Linked DNA regions of Mus musculus: region 1 is linked to region 2. A link is a contact called in public Hi-C data. All regions are on one chromosome and are shown on one strand. Each heading gives the region's core, a stretch centred on a gene start, on an enhancer-like site or on the middle of the called end of the contact. The rest is flanking DNA. Distances are from core to core; before and after follow the strand shown. Region 1 has its middle 290 kb from the start of Gm30904. Region 2 has its middle 310 kb from the start of 5031426D15Rik.

Region 1 (2,801 bases), core at 183-2,682, 1.4 Mb before region 2:
ATAAATAACCACTAAACCCAGACACTATGGTAGATGCCAACAAGAGCCTGCTGACAGGAGCCTGATTTAGCTGTCTCCTGAGGGCCTTTGCCAGTGCCTGTCAAATACAGAGGTGGATGCTCACAATCATCTATTGGATGCAGCACAAGGTCCCCAATGAAGGAGCTAGAGAAAGTACCCAAGGAGCTGAAGGGGTCTGAAGCCCCATGGGAGGAACAACAATATGAACTAACCAGTATCCCCAGAGCTCCTTGGAACTAAATCACCAATCAAAGAAAACAGATGGTGGAATTTGTGGCTCTAGCTGCATATGTAGCAGAGGACAGCCTAGTCTGTCATCAGTGGGAGGAGAGGCCCTAGGCCCTGTGAAGGTTCTCTGCCACAGTATAGGGGAATGCCAGGACTGGGAATGGGAGTGGGTCGGTTGGGGAGCAGGGGCATGGGGGAGGGAATAAGGAATTTTCAGAGGGGAAACTAGGAAAGGGGATAATATTTGAAATGTAAATAAAGAAAATATCTTTAAAAAAAAGAGGAAAAAATGTTAGCCCCTTGAATGGCAGTACCTACTTCTTTGCAATAGTAACATCCATACTGGGTTTCCACTATAGTCCCCAGTGGCTTGACTCTGATCTACTGCACAGCTAGACCGTGATGCTACACAGATGTGATCATCAAACCACCCACCTTGAGGGATGTCCTCAAGGAAAACTCAATCATCTCAGACAATTTAATGGGCAGGAAGAAAAGACAAATCTTAAGGAACTTGATCTTCATATTTCTGATCCCATGTCCCAGCTTGGTGACAGTGATCCATTCTCTGTCTTTGACCTTGTCACATGGTATTTAGTATTGCTGATCACAGATGTTATTGTATTCCCTGATGCCATTGCTGATGTCTGGCAATAAGTGTTACCTCCTACACCTGTATCCCAGGGCTCCCAAGGCTGCTACTCTGCCATCAATCACCATCTATGGTTTTCCCAGAAAACTCTTCTCAGTCTCTCCATACTTCTTAGATTTGTTTTTCCTTTCCTTGTTGTATCTCTGTTTAGAAATTTTATGACAGCATTATCCTCAAGTTTGGTACGTTCTTTTTGTCCTTGTCCCATATTCTAACGTGTCCATTCCAAGCCCTACTTAGCTTGTTTGTTTAACTCGTTTTTATGTCCTACATCACTTCTCATTGCTTTATGCGAACTTCCAGTTCTCCTTTGTGTTTCAATATACTCCACTTTCTCCTTATGAATCCTTAACATACCAAGCAATGCTAATTATTTTAATTTGCCCATCTGATAATTCTAAATTTGAATTTAGTTGTTTTGATTACTTGAGATTTTCAGACTTTTAAATTTTTCATTTTAGCACATTGTAATTTCACTTGAAAGCTGGCATAAGATTTTGAAAAGTGGGAGACTTATAAGCTTTAGTTTGAGTTTTTATTTTAACCCAGGCAGGAGCTTGGCTCTGTGTAATTCATGTGGTAGGTATAGATGCCAAAGGCTTAAGATTTTGTAGTATCTTTCTATTTCAAGTTGTCTGTGCTTCTTTAAGAACATTTTCTTAAATTCAGTCCATTTTACACCAATTTCAGTTTTAATCCATCTCATTAGAGCTTGTTACTATGACAGGCTAGCAGGGAGAAGAAATAATATATGACATTGGAAATAAAGACAGAGAATTTGGGGGAAAGGTTGAGGTTATGATACTCACAAAGTTTTTTGTTCCAACTCTTATTTCTTTAGCTTATGGGAGAAAGGAAATTCAGAGGGAACTGTGTGTTGAGTGCTGGCTCATGCCATGGGGAAAAGGAGATGAGAATCTGTCCTAGAGGAGAGAATTTTGTTAAGACAATTAATCTGGAGAGATTTCCAAAGGGTGACTGTCCCTTCTTCCTGAACAAAAAAAGCTTGTTTTCAGCTACTCACACTGAGAAATGTGTGTGTGTGTAGGGGGATGAGGGGGTGCAGGCATCCTAGAGAAAAAAATGCCACTTAATTGTTACGCCTTTTTAGATGGCAACTAATATGCCCAAGCTAATGGAAACTCAAAGTCCTACTGTGAGTGAATTTCCCTCCCACCCCTTCAACTCCATCTCCCTTCAGTGGACAGCTCCTGCATGATTGCTTCAAGGGGACTAAGTCCATTGATTGCTTGCATTTTCTGTTCCTGTCCAAGTACCTACAGTTTAAGGTTGAATTTTGCCCTGTGACCCAGTTTACAGATGGGTCTAAAATCTGCTGACCCTCCATTTTTTTCAGCTTATTTTATTATTATGAATACAGAGGTGAACAGCATTCAAGTTCTTTTCAGATAGAGCTAAAACTGGAAGCCCTTTTGTGTGTCTACCTTCACTTACCTTACCCCCCCCCCCATTTCTGAAGGCCTATTTTAGGCTCAGAGTCACTCAGCAGCAGCTCTGTCGATAGGAATCAACCACTTAGCACTTTTCAAAGGTGTTATTTCACTGCTGTAATTTTTTTAGTGCTTTTAAGAAAGAAACATCTTGATTCACTGGGAACCCACAGTACACTCCAACCAAGAAAAGAGGCAGGCCAACTACAGATCTTCACCTTTTCATCCTCTCCTTCAAATCCAATCCTCCAATTCTGAATTAGAGTACCTGTTGTGGCCTCTCCCCAGTTTCTGCACCTATTCCTAGGAATTAAGCAGATTCTGGCACAAAACTCTGCTTTTCTTCTTCCTGTGGAATCCCTCAGAGCCTCAAGTCCAGCCCACTGACATTGTTAAATGTTAGCTCCCAATACCCCAATACATTATACCTGGAACCCTGCAGGGCACAC
Region 2 (3,009 bases), core at 193-2,692:
ATCTGGAACACCTAGGAGAACCTACCAATTGATTTTGACCTCTTTTTAAAATTTCACCTTCTTAAATTTAATTCACACTCTCTTTATATCATTTGGGATAAATATCTTTCTATGCCTTCTGCTACATAAACTGTACATTGTTATTACTCTAACTGTGTTCTCTGTGGATTGCTTAGATACTTTAAGCAATACTTTAAGAGTAGCCATTCTTGCTTATAAAAGGAACAGTGTGTGTGTTTGAAGTTAACTGCTTTCCAGGGAGAATGTTGGAAAGACTCATGTCCTCCATATTGGAAAATGAATTGAAGGTACATGGTTTAGAAATCTGGATACTGCAAAAGATGCCTTAACATTCACCAGGTCTTTGCTTAAGCAAGCCATTAGGAAGCACAACTGAGGAAGAAAAATTGCCTTCCATAAGACTGTTAAACAAGAACATTAGTCGTTTCATCCCTCAAAGAGTTTTAGTTGACTATTCACTACTGATGAATCCTACTTACTATATTATTCAATGTGCTCTCATTTTATAAGTTAGATGATAAAGGAATAACAGAATAATTATATGCCAACCAAGATACTCCATCTGCCTTTGTTTGTTCTTTTTCTCCTAGCCCATCGCCCACTTTCCCCAAATGCTTCCTCTAATGCAGTAATTTTGCTTTAGCACAGACCTATGATTTTAATCAGTCCATCTGTGTCATTCTGTGTGGGGGAAGGAATTGAATAATCTGTGCTTGTTCAGTTCACATCTTCAGTGTGAGGGTGTATCCACAAACACACAGCGCCTTACAGAAGCACACTGAGCAATTGCAAAGACAGTCCCAGCATCCTCAGTCTTCACCAACTTGGTCTTTTTTTTTTTCTTTCATTATGTTAGATATTAGACCAGAAGTAGTATGCCATCTGGGTAGAAAATAACCCTGATATACCCACCATCTTGATTGACGCATACTAGGGTCTCTAAGCAATGGTGACTGGTCCCCTAACTGTAAAGAGTCAGAAGCCAAACACGTGGAGCCCCTTTCCTCATTATAGTGACAGGACTCAAGTGACTAGTCAAAACCAGATCTTCTGTAGTAATTAAAGTAGGGCTTCATTAAGAAGTCAAATTTGAACAAGGGCAAGTGTGGAACCTGTTAATAACATCAGAAGGTCTTATGGGTTAGGTGACAGATTAACAAGGATGGGCTAGATGGCATGGGGGGTGAATTAACTAATATCTGCTAGTGGTTACAGCAAATTCAACACCTTAGAATTATTGACTATGAAACTGCAGAAAATATAACTGCAGGTAGACCAGGCAAAGGTGAAAATTCTAACTAAGATTTCAAACAGATGGCTCCCACTTTCCCCATACCTCTCATTCTCTGCACTTGTGAAGGAGCTGTGGAGTTCACAAAGTGTACATTTTTGTGCCTCATTAGATAAAATGTGATGTCACAGAGTGACAGTTGCCAGGGGAGCTCTAATTTGGAACTGCCAACGTTAGACACCCTACGACTCGCGACCGTGGTACCGCATTGAACTTTTCTCACTGAATGTCTTTTAGAAAGAGAGAGAAAACAGCTGTGAACATCCATTCAAATACCTACTCATCATGTTTTATTCCTATGAGTAATCACTTTCAGGTTCAGCCTGACATTTGGAACTTTTTTTTTTTTTTCTAAACGGAAGACTTTAAATTAGCACAGACACCTTTTCTCATTAGAAACAGAGCCAAACTCTTGGTGAGCTTGAGCAAGCAGGATGATAGCTAAAGAAAACACTCATCACAACATGTGATTGCATTTTGAAATTGTCCTTTGGACCTGGTGGTCTTTATATACAGAAGTGACTCAAAGGGCTCAGGACTCATTCATTGTGCTGGTTAGTTCTGTGTCAGACGAACACAAATAGAGAGTCAGGTTGGAAGATGGAGCCTACATTGAGAAAACACCTTCATCATATTTGGCTGTAGACAAGATCCTTGAGGGTATTTTCTTCTGACTTAATAATTGATTTGAGGAGGTCCAGCCTACTGTGGGCAGTGCCTTTCATGGGCTTGGGCATGATAAAAATGCAATCCTGGCACGCTGTGAGAAACAATTAGGTAAGGAATGTTCCTTAGAGCCCTCTGCTCCAGTTCCTGCCTCTAGCTTCTTGCCTTGACTTCTTGCTTAGACTTCCCTCTATAATGGACTGTGACAACTGGGAAATAGATGCTGAAATATACCCTTTTATCCCCAAGATGCTTTTAGTCATGGTGTTTATCACAGCAACAGAAAGCACACTAGGACTTTTGCCATCCCTGTTCCCAAAATCTTACCTCAAAGCTGTTACCAGAGGCCATGGCACTTAGAAATGTTCCCTTAAAAAATTCTAGAAGCTCTCCAAAAGCAAGGAAAAATAGCATTGATGCCAGCACCAGCCATTCTGATGGTAAATAGCTTAAAGCATCACAATATACTTACATATACTTAAGATGTTAAAACACTGGCAGGAAAATATGTTTTGAAGAAAATTTGGAACTGTAGGATTCGGGGATGTAAGCAGAGATGTTGGTGACTCACTCCCCATCCTTTTCCTTTTTGGAAGAATATCCACATTTAACTTTCAGGCCCTCCTCAAGGTTTTCAGTATGGCACAGGTGGAATTCTTCCACTAGTGGGAGAGTACTAGTCTGTAACATAGAATAATGAAAAATGGGGAGAGTGTTGAGCAAAATTTCTAAATTCTGGCCAAACCTCTGATGCAGTGTAAGTGAGAAGCAGTGGGTGGGGACCTGCATCCCTTCCTAGGAGTGAAAGGCTGTGCTGCACATTTTAGAATCGCAGTTTACTTGAAGCATGGAAAGATACTGACAAAACATATTTGCTGGTGTTGTCATGAGAAGCCGCAGGGATTACGGTGAGATGCTTTGCACCAACCGTGCTTCCCATACAAGTAGCCTTCCTGTTTGTTGTTTTTGTCCCAGCAAGGCTTCCTTCCCCAGGCTCCTATCTTTGCTCTCAGGTGCCACAGATGTTTAGG

What was found. Hi-C and Micro-C count contacts between places; a contact is called where the count stands out from the background.
Region 1: a contact with region 2 is called in a Hi-C map of cortical neurons, with 2.3 times the contacts expected there. The contact joins two enhancer-like sites. A contact is called at or near these places in 1 of 39 promoter capture datasets (hippocampal neurons) and 2 of 484 Hi-C or Micro-C datasets (cerebral cortex and cortical neurons).

What each region holds. Positions count from the first base shown.
Region 1 is chr2:8,631,967-8,634,767 of GRCm38.p6, reverse strand. No RefSeq gene overlaps it. Among named protein-coding and RNA genes, the nearest start is that of Gm30904, 290 kb to the right of the region's middle. Within about 2 kb of position 1,432, at least 2 of the 459 cell types and tissues checked have an H3K27ac peak or open chromatin away from gene starts, as enhancers often do. A contact at or near this core is called in cortical neurons, where this site is marked.
Region 2 is chr2:7,233,249-7,236,257 of GRCm38.p6, reverse strand. It overlaps a transcript of Celf2 not described here. Among named protein-coding and RNA genes, the nearest start is that of 5031426D15Rik, 310 kb to the right of the region's middle. Within about 2 kb of position 1,442, at least 21 of the 459 cell types and tissues checked have an H3K27ac peak or open chromatin away from gene starts, as enhancers often do. A contact at or near this core is called in cortical neurons, where this site is marked.